2 separate regions of the Rattus norvegicus genome follow, and region 1 is linked to region 2. The links are chromatin contacts, called in public Hi-C maps. All regions are on one chromosome and are shown on one strand. The core of a region is the stretch at or near the end of the contact, and the rest is flanking DNA. Distances in the headings are between cores, read along the strand shown. Region 1 overlaps Cdh13 (cadherin 13). Region 2 holds the start of Cdh13 (cadherin 13).

What was found. Hi-C and Micro-C count contacts between places; a contact is called where the count stands out from the background.
Region 1: a contact with region 2 is called in a Hi-C map of Schwann cells, with 4 times the contacts expected there. The contact joins the enhancer-like site here to the promoter of Cdh13 in region 2. A contact is called at or near these places in 7 of 12 Hi-C or Micro-C datasets (the A7r5 cell line, Schwann cells, frontal cortex and 4 more) and 1 of 1 datasets of contacts at active chromatin or transcription factors (oligodendrocytes).

What each region holds. Positions count from the first base shown.
Region 1 is chr19:63,805,239-63,812,251 of GRCr8, forward strand. The region is part of intron 4 of Cdh13 (cadherin 13); the gene reads left to right. Among named protein-coding and RNA genes, the nearest start is that of Hsbp1, 500 kb to the right of the region's middle. Within about 2 kb of position 5,558, at least 32 of the 93 cell types and tissues checked have an H3K27ac peak or open chromatin away from gene starts, as enhancers often do. A contact at or near this core is called in Schwann cells, where this site is marked.
Region 2 is chr19:63,254,201-63,260,990 of GRCr8, forward strand. Cdh13 (cadherin 13) reads left to right here and starts at 4,051. Exons shown (of 14, transcript NM_138889.2): 1 at 4,051-4,165. The coding sequence starts at 4,121.

The DNA.
Region 1 (7,013 bases), core at 4,308-6,807, 550 kb after region 2:
CATTCTGTGCCTCTTAAAAGCGCAGCCACACAGTGCGCACCCCTCTGTGACTTAGCGCCCGTCCTCAGATCTCAGAATCACCTTTCTTCCCAAAGTTGACTATGTGCGCTGTGCTCTATCTAAACATTCTTCTACTGGACCCTCAAGTTTCTTCTATGTTTTTTAGCTTCTGTGTGTAATGCTACCAAATGCTTACTCTTCTCCTGGGTCTGTCCATGAGTCATTTATAAAAGAAATCCTGCAGCCAGCCAATACCAATACTAATATGAATACTACTAGTAACAGTGACACTACAACTACTACTAATAGTAATAACGAAACTCTGAAAAGTAAAAACTTACTGAACAGTATCACCATAGGATAAACTGAAAGCAAAACCCTTGTGGACCCATGAAAAATAAGAAACGGCATCGTGAAAACAAATAAAATAAATTCCTACACCCTTCCTGTACTGGTGAGAATGAGAGTGGCCACCACAGGCTTATATGTTTGAATAATCGATTCCCAGGCAGTAGAACTATTAGGGAAGGATTAGGAGGTGTGGCCTTGTTGGAGGAGGCGTGTCGCTGTGGGTAGGCTTGAGATTTCACAAGCCCACGCTATTCTCAGGACTCTCTCTGCTTCCTGCTTGAGGTTTAGACGTAGGCTCTCAGCTGGTGCTCCAGCCGCCTGCTGGCGTGAGTTTGCTCCACCATCATGGACTTAGAAATCGCCTTGGTTATCACATGTAATCACAGCACTAGGAATTCCACCAAGACCCACACACAACCTACCCAAAACACTTGCAAGTCACCAGAAAGAAACGTAGAGGAACAATAAAAAAAAGATCGTAAACACTGAATCCCAGAGAACTCAGCCTAAGCTACACTTCAGCATGGCCTCTAATTGTGAGCTTTCTGAAATTAGAGGAGGAAAGAGGGCAGTTCGGGAAGGCTAATGGATGAGGTTATGGACAGAGAGCAGGATGCTTCTTCTTGTGGTCCTAAGCTTTGGTTTTCCTTCCCAAGGGCCCTACTCCTTTCTCCTCCTTAGAAAGCTTGCTTATGATGATGAAGAACCATTTGATAGCAGTCCCAGATCATCTGAGGGCCCAGATCCACACCGTGGTAGTCAGCCATCCTAGGGGATAGCCTATTGCTTCTCACCAAGATCTCAGCACTTCCAGCACCGGACTTGCTTTAGTCCTCTGATGTCCTAGTTAGGGTTCCTATTGCTGAGATAAAATGCCATGACCAATAGTAAGTTGGGAAGAATCTGAAAGCCAAGGCATCCTTGGCTACATGGTGAGCTCTAAGTTATAAGTTAGCCTGGGTGCTTCGGTCAGGGTCCCTATTGCTATGATTAAACACTAACCACAAACAACTTGGAGAGGAAAGGGTTTACTTGGACCATGCTTCCCCATCATTGTTCATCACTGGAGGAAGTCAGGACAGAAACTCAAACAGGGCAGGAACCCAGAAGCAGGAGCTGATGCAGAGGCCATGGAGGGATGTTGCTTGCTGGTTTGCTCCACATGGCTTGCTTAGTTTATTTCTTATAGTGCCCAGGACCAGCAGCCCAAGGGTAGCCCTACCCACAATAGGCTAGACCTTCCCCATCAATCACAAATTAAGAAAATCCTCTCCAGACTTGCCTACATTATAGAGGCATTTTCTCAATAGAGGCTGTCTCCTCCCTGGTTTGCATCAAGTTGACATAAGACTAGCTGCCACACCTGGGTTCATGGATGACTTAAAGATAGCTGGGAAGCCTGAGAGCAGAAGAAACTGTGGATGTCACGCTGTCTGGGCGCGATGACCTTCAGCTAGGCATCTTCAAGGTCTAAGACAAGGGGTGCGGTGAACCACAGCTGATAACCAATTAATTAACACCTCAGGGAAACCATCAGATGATAAACACAAGGTCTTCCTTCTAGAGACTAGCGGTCAGCAGTAGGCTTGGGAAGGGGAACTCTAGCACATTCTAAATTAGCATGCACACACATCTCTAGTTACTCCCCCTGCGTGTTTAAGAAAGCGTTTTGTTATTATAGTAATAACACAAGCCCTTTCATAACATTGGAAATATCTCAAGGGTTGAGAGAGAATTGCCCTCCCTATCTTCATGACCCAAGAACAGCACTGCCTTTCTGTACCGTGCTCCTCTGTGACCGTTGTGGGAGGGAGAAGATCGAACAATTCCAGGTTTCTTGATTTTACACTTCTAGGCATTGAACCCAAGTTTTACACAGACTAGGTGAGATTCCCTACCTATGAGGTACATCCCCAGCTGCGGGGATGTCAACTTCACTCAAGCTAGCGTCATCAGAGAGCAGGGAAACTCAATTGAGAAAATGCTTCCACCCGATTTGACTGGGCAAAGCCAGTGGGGCATTTTCCTAATTGATGATTGGGATAGGGGAGCCCAGCTCACTGTGAGTGGTGTCGCCCCTGGGCTGGTGGTCTTGGATTGTATAAGAAAGCAGGCTGAGCAAACTATGGAGAACAAGACAGTAAGTGGCACCCCTCCATGACCTCTGCATTACATGCTGCCTCCAGCTTCCTGCCCTGAGTTCCTGGCTTGAGTTCCTGCCACCCCCACCCCCTATCTCCCCACTACCCCCTCTTCCCCCACCCTCCCACCCCACCCCCACCCCTGACTTCCCTCATGGTGTGAGTTCTGTAAACTGAAATAAATAAACCCTCTTCTCTCAAGATTAGTTTTGGCCCTGGTATTTATCGCAGCAATAGAAAGCCTGAGACAGCAACTTTGTTTTTACTTCACCCTTCCTTGTGATACAAAGTCTTAGTACCTTGTCCAGGCTGGACTTGAACTCACACTTTGGCCCAGACAGGCTTGAATTTTAACATAGGTGACAGGGCCCATGTTGCCAGGTCTGACTATCTTCTAGTTTACTTAAAGTTTACTTAAAGGAAGGTGTTTACTTAAAATCCTTTTTGCAAAATTAGGAAGATGGTGAGAAGACCCTTTGTGACTCCTGCCAAGTCTCAGGAAAAGAGGAACACAGAGGTGCTGATGGACACACACACACACACACACACACACACACACACACAGAGAGAGAGAGAGAGAGAGAGAGAGAGAGAGAGAGAGAGAGAGAGATCGGGACAATAGGTCTTTTAATTTGTGACTTTATGGAGCATTTTGCAACCACATAAAAACATAGAGAGAAAGTTGCAGTTTTTCACTTAAAGCATTCATCTAATGTCTCCCATGCCCTAAGCCCAGAAAAAGTGAAAGGAAACCAGACATGAGCATCTGGGGGCAGAGAGTCGGCCCTCTCTGTCTCAGAGGAGGGGAGGAAAACTGGGGCTCAGAGAAACCTCCAGGGAGCAGAGCAGAGGAAGCAGTCGTGGGTCGGAGCTCATCCCAGCACTCAGGTCAGAAATGAGGATGGATCAGGTTCCCAAAAGACATGGCGGAAGCCAAATCCAGCTCATATAGGTTGAGGGAGAGTGGGAGCAGATTGCAACTGGAGAAGTAGGTAGAGACATATTTGGGAGGCTCCCTGGGCTTTTATCCTGGTAGGATATCCTGTGTGTGTTTATGCATGTGGTTGCATGTGTGTGCATGTGCATGTGTGATGCCATGCAGGTAGCCATGACAGTGCTGGCCTGAGCAAGAGCCTAGCCACACTTGGTGTGCATTTAGAATGATCATTGTTGTGCTACGATGGGAAGGGAGATGAGAGACATGGAGCCACTAAAACGTAACTCGGGTGTTTATTGAACACCTACTATATACTGCCCTCTTTTCAAGGCAGAGAAAGAGAACAGGGACATCTCCACAAGATGGTGGAAATCATCAGCAGGTCAGGCTAGGTGCTCTCATGGCAGAGCAGACATTTAGAACTTAGACAACTACATAGTTCTGGTACATTCTGCACATTTTCCATATGTAAATCCAAGGCAACCATTGCAAGTGCAATTTATTTTAAATGTGAGGAGGCACCAGGATTCGCTATTTGAAATCATTCAACAGACCAGAAAGATGGCTTAGTGAGTGAAGGTACACGCCCTACATGTCTGACAACTTGAGTTTAATCACCATGACCCAAGAGGGAAGGAAATAACAAACTCCTGAATGTTATCCTTTGACTTCCACACATGTGCTGTGGCACATGCAGATGGACGTGCACACACACACACACACACACACACACACACTAAATACATGCATGCATACATACATACATACATACATACATACATATGTAAGTGTAATGAGTATGTTTTATTAAACACTGAAAGCAGTAGTGGGAGAGGGGAGTGCTCTGTGCTGCATTTGAGATCTGAAGAGAGGCAATAATCACATCAGAGCAAGCACACTCTGAACACACACACACACACACACACACACACACACACACACACACACGGAGTATTAGCATTCACCCCTCAGAGCAGCCAGCACTGTAGGCCGGTTTGTAGGAACAGTGTGCCCTTTCAACGGCCTTTCTGTAAGCCTAAAATTATCCCTCTTCAAACTGTTATATATGTATCCACATATACACATAGTAATTTAAGCCCTTAAATGACACCTGTAATTTAAACACTCAGAGGCAGAGGCAGGAGGATTGATGCAAGGTAGAGGCCTGCTGGAGCAATACCATAAGATCTTGTCTCAAAGGGCAAAATAGAAAAGAAACATAACACACACACACACACACACACTCACTCACACACACAACCCCATGCATGAACACACACAGGCATAACGCCCACACATGCACACAATCATATTCACATACACTAACACACACAATCACATGCACAGCAACACGCACACAGGCATAACACATGCACACATACACTCACACACATACACTCACACACACAACCACAAGCATGAAAACACACGGGCATAACACACGCATGTGCACACACTCACATTCACACACATGCAACCACAGGCATAAACACACTGGCATAACACATGTGCGCACACACACATACACTCACACACAAACAGCCACATGCGTGACCACACACAGGCATACGCAGCACACCAAAAGCCAGTGTCTTAAATATACACCCATATCACTGCTTGTTTGCAGTAAGAAAAAAAAAAAAAGAATGGTGATAAGAGAGCCTCTTCTCAGAGGAAAGCAGAGGGGCCTTTGGTTTCTGATGTCAGGACCCTGGTTCTAGCCCCCTTCTGCCACCTGTACAGCCAGCCAGAAGTCTCTTTCCCCAGGGACACAGCAGGGCTCAGAATGCAGTTTATAGGCTCCCCCAGTGAGTTGGCACCTGGGGTCCTTATTTTCTTTCTCATCATTAACTTTTTTCCGTTCTAACTCCAGAAGGAGAAAAGAAGAGGAAAAAATAGAATCCTGCTGTGCAGAGAAGTGTTGGATTACAAAGGCTAATGGCACAGCCGGCTAATTGTCAACCTGCTCTGTGGAGTTAGGGGTGTTAACAGCTGCTCAGGCTGGCCTGCAGGGTTGACTCTGGCCAGAGGACTGAGTCAGCGGGAGGGGGAGCCACATGAGGCCACATCTGGGCAAACTGAAGGAGCTCTGTGTATCGCTGTAAGGGCGATCTGGGCGTTCTTGAGCTGCAAACACCCACGGCTGAGAGCCACAAACAGCAGGCCAAGTATGCCTCTTGCTCAGTGAGGCTGGGTGGCCCTGAAACCTCAAACATTCCTCAAACATTTGAAGGCGGCAATGGCGACTGGGTGCGCCTCTGTTCCTGGAGAGACATGAGCAAACAAACCAAAATAATGTCCCTGGAAGCTGGCCTTGGTGAGCCAGGCAGTTTATTAGGGTGACTAGGGTGACGTTGGGAAGGAACTGCTTGTAGGGGTGCAGACTTTAAAAGGCAGCAACAATTCCAAAAGCCCACCCCAGTGTAGGCAGGTAGCGGGTCTCAAAAGGTAGAGCCCTAGAGGTGGCTGGGAGGCTGCAGGCATCTGGGCACATTGGAGAATCTCCTCCCAGCAACCTGGGCTGGTCCTCCTCCAACAGTTAGTTCTCTCTGTGTGTCCTTCTGAAGGGGTCCTCGTCTCAGCTCCCCCAGGGGAAGTTTGCTCAGAACCTACGTCTCATAAGTTCTCAGCTGTCGTAGTACTACTCCAACCCCACTATGCCAGTGTAAAGTCATATAACTCAGTTAAAATATTTATAAGCTGTACAACTAGACTGGGCAGATTCACCACCCTACACTCTCTATTCCCCAGCTAGGAGATCCCTTGTTACTTGCAGCTCCTCTGGGCCACGGGGTTCTGCTCTATCTTCCTCTGTCTCCTTAATCTCCCCTCCTCCTTCCTCTCTTCTCCCCCTCTAAAACCTCCAGCCCCACCTTTCCCTTCCACTGCCATTCACAGGCTTTAGCCTTCATCTGACCTGTTAAAATGGGGAAGAGGGTCTCTTAGTACTGAATACTTAAGTGATCCATTCCTCTCGAGGAAGCAGAATCAGCATCAAATACAAACAGCACCAAGGCAATCTTCAGCTCTCTCTAGGACTCGCTATTTCAACCCAAGAGGAAACTGGAGTCAGGGACCTGACCTTCCTCATCAGAGTATTAGTGAAGACCAAATAGGAGCCCATAAATCCTAAATTCATTGCGGAAACAACGAATTCGTTTTTTTTCTTTCTTTTGTTTCGCTCTCGCTCTCGCTCTCGCTCTCGCTCTCGCTCTCGCTCTCGCTCTCGCTCTCGCTCTCGCTCTCGCTCTCGCTCTCGCTCTCGCTCTCGCTCTCGCTCTCGCTCTCGCTCTCGCTCTCGCTCTCGCTCTCGCTCTCGCTCTCGCTCTCGCTCTCGCTCTCGCTCTCGCTCTCGCTCTCGCTCTCGCTCTCGCTCTCGCTCTCGCTCTCGCTCTCGCTCTCGCTCTCGCTCTCGCTCTCGCTCTCGCTCTCGCTCTCGCTCTCGCTCTCGCTCTCGCTCTCGCTCTCGCTCTCGCTCTCGCTCTCGCTCTCGCTCTCGCTCTCGCTCTCGCTCTCGCTCTCGCTCTCGCTCTCGCTCTCGCTCTCGCTCTCGCTCTCGCTCTCGCTCTCGCTCTCGCTCTCGC
Region 2 (6,790 bases), core at 2,801-5,300:
TTACTCTGAGCGCTGTCTCTCCTCATGGAGGTGCCTATTTATTTTGTCATTGTTCTGTTATAAAAAACAGCCCAGGCAGAACTTGAAAAATTTATCTCAGCTATACTGTACACCTATCGCTATCAGTCCATAGGAGCCAGAGTGTGTGTACATACATACACATGTGGAAATGCATACACACATCCCATGTGCTTATGCACATACACACAAACATGTGCACATCCATAACTATTTCTACCCCCTCTGGAATGTATTCAGTCACATCATCCAAGCAGAGGAAAGAGTCTCAACCTCTGGTACCCACAGGAGGCAGCTGCTGACTATGGGATGGTCGGTCGGTTCTCCAACTAACTTGAAATGCCTTGAAAGGGCGTGAACCTTCAATGGGTCTAAAGACACTTTCCCATCCACTACAGTGGCTGCTAAGGGCTGACCTAGAGGAGGCAGAGTGGGGATAGGTAGAGAGCTGTAGCTCTCAGAACTGGGCAGTATTGGCCACCATTGATTAATCCATCAGTCAAAAGCCCCCCCATTGGGGACCCAAAAGGTAAACAAGCTAAGCCATGCAAACAAAAAAAATTATGGATTTTTCTCTTTAGAAGCCTTTTATCATCAGAAGGAAATGATTTATTTTCGGTCTTGATTGATCAAAACTCCACGCCATGTTTTATGACCAAATCACATTTTCTGAGTATAGAGAGGAATGGAGGGAAAGGGACCAAATAATATTTGGGCGTTGTGGCCATCCTTGGGATGTAACCATGTTAGGAGTCCCATTCTGTTGAATGGAAACTGAGACTTAGAATGTCAAAAGGACCAGTTCAGTGTAGGTGGATCCTGCAGGCCCAATCCAGCCCTTATCCTGCTGACAAGACTTTTCCAACCATTTTAACCTTAGAGAACCAGAGTCTTCTGAGTGTTATTAGGGACACCTCGAGACTTGGGACTCTTCCCAGCATTGGTGAGCGAGCTTATAGAAGATGAGGCAAGGAAAGAGTAAGGTGCAGGCATTCTTAGAGTCAAAGCTTTTCTGCTCTTCCAGGACAGAAGCCCAGGGATGCTGGCATGGGGTGGTCAAGATTTCAGTTCACAGGCTGCATCTGTCTTTGCTGAAACCATCAAACCTGCAGGGCCATCTGTGCCCTAGACCATCACCTCAGCTCTGTGTGTGTGTGTGTGTGTGTGTGTGTGTGTGTGTGAGAGAGAGAGAGAGAGAGAGAGAGAGAGAGAGAGAGAGAGAGAGAGATGGATTTGAGGTCAGGTTGGAAAACTGTCCTTGGCCAAGCCAAATCATCTCACTTGTGAGTTGGTGGGGGGTGTGGTGTGTGTGCACCTAACTACTGGTTTAATTAGGACAAAAAAAAAACAAAACAAACAAACAAACAAAAAAACCTCCACAAAACATTGACCTTGGGGCCCTTGGGGCTGGAGAAATGGCTTAGTGGCTAAGAGCACTAACTCTCCAGAGGTTCTGAGTTCAACTCAGTCACCACATGGTGACTCAGGACCATCTGTAATGTAATCCGATGCCCCCTTGTGGTGTGTCTGAAGATAGTATATTCATATACATAAAATAAATCTAAAAAACAAAACAAACAACCCCTCCCTCCCCCACCCCCATGAACCTCTAACACCACAAGGGTCAAGCCTAAAGGGCTGTTTTAAGCTGTGGGCTCTGGGATGGACAGGGCCTCTACTGTGACTGTGCCTTCTTCACATCTGTTTCTATGCTGTCTTCCTGCAGTCATTTCCCTGGGAACACTCCCCAGTAAAGGCCCTTTGCACAAATGCCCCAATCCCTATTACCAGGGAAACCAACCAACCTGTCTGACAGTGGCCATGAAACACCCCAGCCTTGCAGTGACACATGCCACTCTCAATCACAGCTCCTTGGCTAGATCTGGTCACATGCTACACCCCAATCGGAAAGAAGTCAAGCCCTGACATTTACTTAGAAGGCGGAAGACTAGATATATTTCATGAGAGATACTAAGGATGATGTATTGGGGAGAGTGCAGGAAGGCTGACCAAAGTACAAAGGCAGGACACCAATTGTCCCTGAGTGCAGCCTAAGACCCTCTCTACTCAATGAGGGGCCTCCCTGGGCAGGGCTGCTGTTATGGAGATAAGGGAAGACCTTCCTATTACCAGTGCACCTTCACCTTGATTTCCCATCCCTGTCTTTATTTGCTAACTTCTGGTCTCAGGGTAGCTTCCCCCTTTTCCCCTGGTTGACCAGATGACCATTTTCCAGGAATAAAGAGATTTCAGATATTTTTACTTGGATCTCTGTAGACTCCATGCTTGTCCATTATCTCCAAGCAGCAATGGGGGCATGAATTTCCATACACATGGTTCTCATGCCATCCTCTTATGGCATATCATCCACTAAAGGTCTTATTTATGAAACTCTCAGGGCAGATGACGCTATTTAGGTGACCAGATGAGAACAGATGAGGCAGCAGTTTCCTCTGTATCTTCTGTGGACTCTCTGGATGGCATTGCTGTTTGTAGAGTGTGCAGTTGGCTAAAACAACCAGGCCCCAGACATGAAAGCATTGTCACCAAGGCCCCTGGGGGTGGGGAATCCCATTCAATGACCTCATGAGCAAGGGAAGGAACTTTAGGAAGCGTATCAGTTTGGTGTGTAGGATGCTCATTCTGTCACTGAATCCTCAATGTGATCTTAGAAGACAAATGGAGACACAGAGTCTGGGCAACATGCTGTGAGTAAAGAGCTGGGGTATCAGCAAGCTAGTTCGGTTCCAGACTCTGGGATCCTCCTCACCTTCTTCTAGTTCTTGATTGTCTTAGCTATCTAGTCTTTAATACATGTCAATCACTGCCTCATTATTCTAGGCCCTGTGCTGGCAATATCCTGCCGTGTGATATATTTAAACCGGTATTGAATATAACTTAGACACATTTTCTACAACAAAAATGGTGTCACTCATTTTTTTTTTCATTTTGCTTTGGCCACTAGGAAGCTCATGTGTCCAAATCATAGCAAAACAGTTGTAGTTGGGAGTTAACGTTTTGGTTTTCTAAACTTTTCTTGTGGCCCAAGTTTTCTATCTTGGTTGGATTTGCCTTTTATTCTAAAACCCATAAGTCCTCTTAGGAAGAAGCCTACATGAAAATAAGGACTTTACTGCCTTAGCTTCAGATCTCTGTGAGGGAAGAAATGCCTTAAATGTCCCCGTTTCTCCAATCTCCAACATTCCCCAACTGTAAGATTCCTTGAGCCATGACTAGTACTGTTTGGAGCCCTTGGGAATAGCTCAGGGACTCTGAAAGGTCACATCCACATTGGGGGGAAAAACAACAACAGAATTTGCTCAAGTCATGCTCCTGGTTTCGGTGCCAGGTTCACGCTTGTGGAGTGGCGGCCAGTCCCACCCTCACCTGAGCAGTTAATAAAATCTATTGCTCCTTGATGGATTTTTCGTGCAAGCTAGAATTGATCTGTCCTCTCTGTGATTTGTGGTGATGGCAGAAAAACACCAAACACCACCCCACCGTGGCTGAGCACTTTGGGGGGTAAGGGGTGGGGGAGAGGGCGAAGAAAAAAATCAAAGCCAAAGAAATCTACCAGCAAGGCTTTGAGGACATAGAGGGCTGGGGCTGCTGGGGTCATCTTATGTGATTTATTGGGAATAAAGTGGATCTTATTAACATTTTAATAAAGAGAATTTTTTTTTGCAGTGTGTTAGAAGTGGCTGTTGGTCCCGGGTGCAATTCCAGTTCTTAGGGAAAGTGGAATCAGCTGGCATCGCCCAGCCTGATTTGTGAGGCTGGACCCCAGGAGTAAAAAAAAAAAAAAGGCAAGCCAACGTGCCGCCTCCTTGCTCGGAGGGGGCTCTCTCCCTGCGAGGTGCTCGCCCCTATCTGCCATGCAAAACGAGGGAGCGTTATGAAGGAATCCGTCTTGTAAAGCCATTGGTCCTGGTCATCAGCCGCTACCCAATGCTTTCGCGATGCTGCCGCTGATCTATTTGGGAAGTTGGCTGGCTGGCGAGGCAGAGCCTCTCCTCAAAGGCTGGCTCCCACGGAAAATATGCTCAGTGCAGCCGCGTGTGTGAATGCAAACGCCGCCAGGCGCTTCTTCTAGTCGGGCAAGATGCAGCCGAGAACTCCGCTCACCCTGTGCGTCCTGCTGTCCCAGGTAGGGAATGTGAGCCGCAGTCAGCGCGCTCCCACCAGCTTTCTGCATTCAGATCGCCCTGCTTGGTGATGGCCAGGAGCGATCGGAGGGTCGCGGGGCTTCTGCTAACCGCCGCGCAGATAGACCCGGCTAGCTCAGATGCGAGGTCACCCCCAGCTCCGATCCTAGAGGGGCCTGGCTCCTCTTGCCGGCTAGTCTCGTGTGCGTGTGTGTGTGTGTGTGTGTGTGTGTGTGTGTGTGTGTGTGTGTGCTCATTCTGAGAAGGACAGAGCCTTTTTGCAAGCAAAGGCGACATCCTAGCTGACATCAAGTGGGGTAACTTTGGTTCGCCTCCTCCAGAGGCTCATGTATCGGATATATACTCCTTTCGAGGCGACTAGGGATTGTGCTTGCCCCGTAACCCAGTGCCTTAGCCGGGAAGAGCCATTCGGTTCGGCCGGCTGCCGGGCTGGGAGAGGCCAGAGCTGGCATCACTGACTTCCCGGGGCGCTCGTCCTCTCTTCGCCCAGCTCGGCTGGCGAGCTGCAAGGCACCTCCCGCCAGCGGATCTCCGCAGCCCGGCTGCTGCTGTCTTTCAAAGCAAGACGCCCGCCGCTCCCGCTTTGAGGTCTTCAGGCTCTCCAGCTCCCGGCTCAAAGGAGCCTGAGCACGGTCCCCTCTCCATAGCGCAGGCCCACTACCCCCAGCCCCTTGGGCCCCCATTGTCCAGACAGCTGGAGCTCCTGCCCGAGCCCAGGCTGCAGCCTCTGTTGTCTTCTCTGGGCGGGCGGGTGGCGCTGAGCACAAGGAAAAGTTCAAGCTTCTTCACCAGGCTGCAGCTGCCTGGCAAATAACCCTCCAGATCGTTGCAGTGCCAGGGCAGGATTGGCAGAGCAGGAGAGGCATGCTGGGGCTCTCCTCAGCCCGGCTGAAGCTCAAAAATCCCTGGAAGTTTGGGTGTAGGAAAGCAATACTTAGGGGACAGGCCAGAGACACTGGAGGCTGAGGGGGCACGCCCAGCCCTCCTCTGGAGACTGAAGCTCCAGAGAGCATCCTGGCATACTGGCTCAGTCCTTCGTTGTCCTTTTAGGCAGCCTCTGGGACCAAGAGCTGGCAGTCTACAAGTGGGTGGTTGTAGAAGTGTAGGGCCACGCAGAGAAAACGAAGGAGGAGGGGGGATGCCTAAGGCATGGGTGTTGAGTTTCTGGGCAGGATTCTTGAGTGCCAGTGAAAGAGGCACGGGGTTGAACGTGAAGTGGGAAAGAGGAGAGGAAGTGAGGGTTCTGCAGGAAGCCTTCTGAAGGGAGATGGCTGTTGGAGGAGGGTTGGCACCCCAGAAATGCAATAGCTGTAGAAACGACCCAAGAGTGCATATGTCTGTGTGTGTGTGTGTGTGTGTGTGTGTGTGTGTGTGTGTGTCCCTGCCAGGACCCCGAGTAAGAGTACGATGCTTATTGCTGGGTAGGCTCTCCTGTCCTGACTGCTGACGTCTCCTTCAGTGGACTCGCAGTCCTGGGGTATACACAGTTGTTGCTTTTTTTTTTTCACCAGAGGTTTTCTAGCTGGTTCTGTAGGGGCCCTGCTATGGATGCTATGGTTGCTTTTGAAGCAGTTTCCCACATCTCTGGGGCTCTAACTATCCTTAAGGCAGAAGGTTGTGTGTCTCCCAATTTATCTAGGTGGGGCAGAGCACACCCGGATAGAAAGATCTAGACAGGTCCTCCCTGCCCTCTACTGCTAGTAGAACCACCTTGGGCAAGTTGTTTACCCTATCTAAGCTCCCAGGTTCTCTACGGTAGAAGAATCTATTATCATCAGCCCCGGAACTGCTGGGTAGACAAGGCCGCATGCAACAGGCAGCCCTAGGCAGTGTATTTCACAAGTCCCGCCTCTCTGGGAGCGGTTGGCGTCTGGGGCATGGACTCTTGCCTTACTCCGGACTTTTTTTATAGCCCTCCTGTCTTAGTATGTATTAGGTTCCAGAGCACATCCAAACTGGTGCTTTTCTGTGAGCAAAGCAGACTGTGGGGGGAGCTCCGGAGAGCCTCCCCGGGGGCTAGGGGCTTCCTACGGGGCACCTCTGCAAAGCAACCCGTGTGTCTTCTCTTGCAGGGCCGGCTGGCACAGGTGGCTTTGAAAGCACACTCAGTTGCTTCTGAGCTGGAAATAAGTGGCCAGCCCTGAGGGGCTTATCTCTCACTTTGATTGTCCTGCATAATCAGAGCGCTCCTCTGCATGAGGACAGTAACTGATGTTCTCCTCGCAGAAGCACCTGGAGGGCAAATAGTATCCACCCCGTGCAAGGTGCAGTTGACTTCATCAACAAGAGGCTTAAATGCAAGGGGGTGGGGGTGTCTTTGTGCCATTAAGAAAAATGAACGTGTGTGTGTGTGGGGGGGGGGGTGTCAGAGCCTTTGAGTCAACAAACCCAGCCCAAACTTTTCCTGAGGCAGAAAGAAAACAGAGGAAAGACAAAAACAATGTGAAAAAGCAAATTACTCACTGCCCTGCGGAGCTAGGGCAAGCCTGTGTGTGTTTTTCCAAGCAGTCATACATACAGCCGGCGCTGGGCCCAGCTTGGAAGCTATCAGCCTCTGGCTGCTCATTGGCAGACTCGCCACCTTCCACATTTGCATGGGTTCGGGG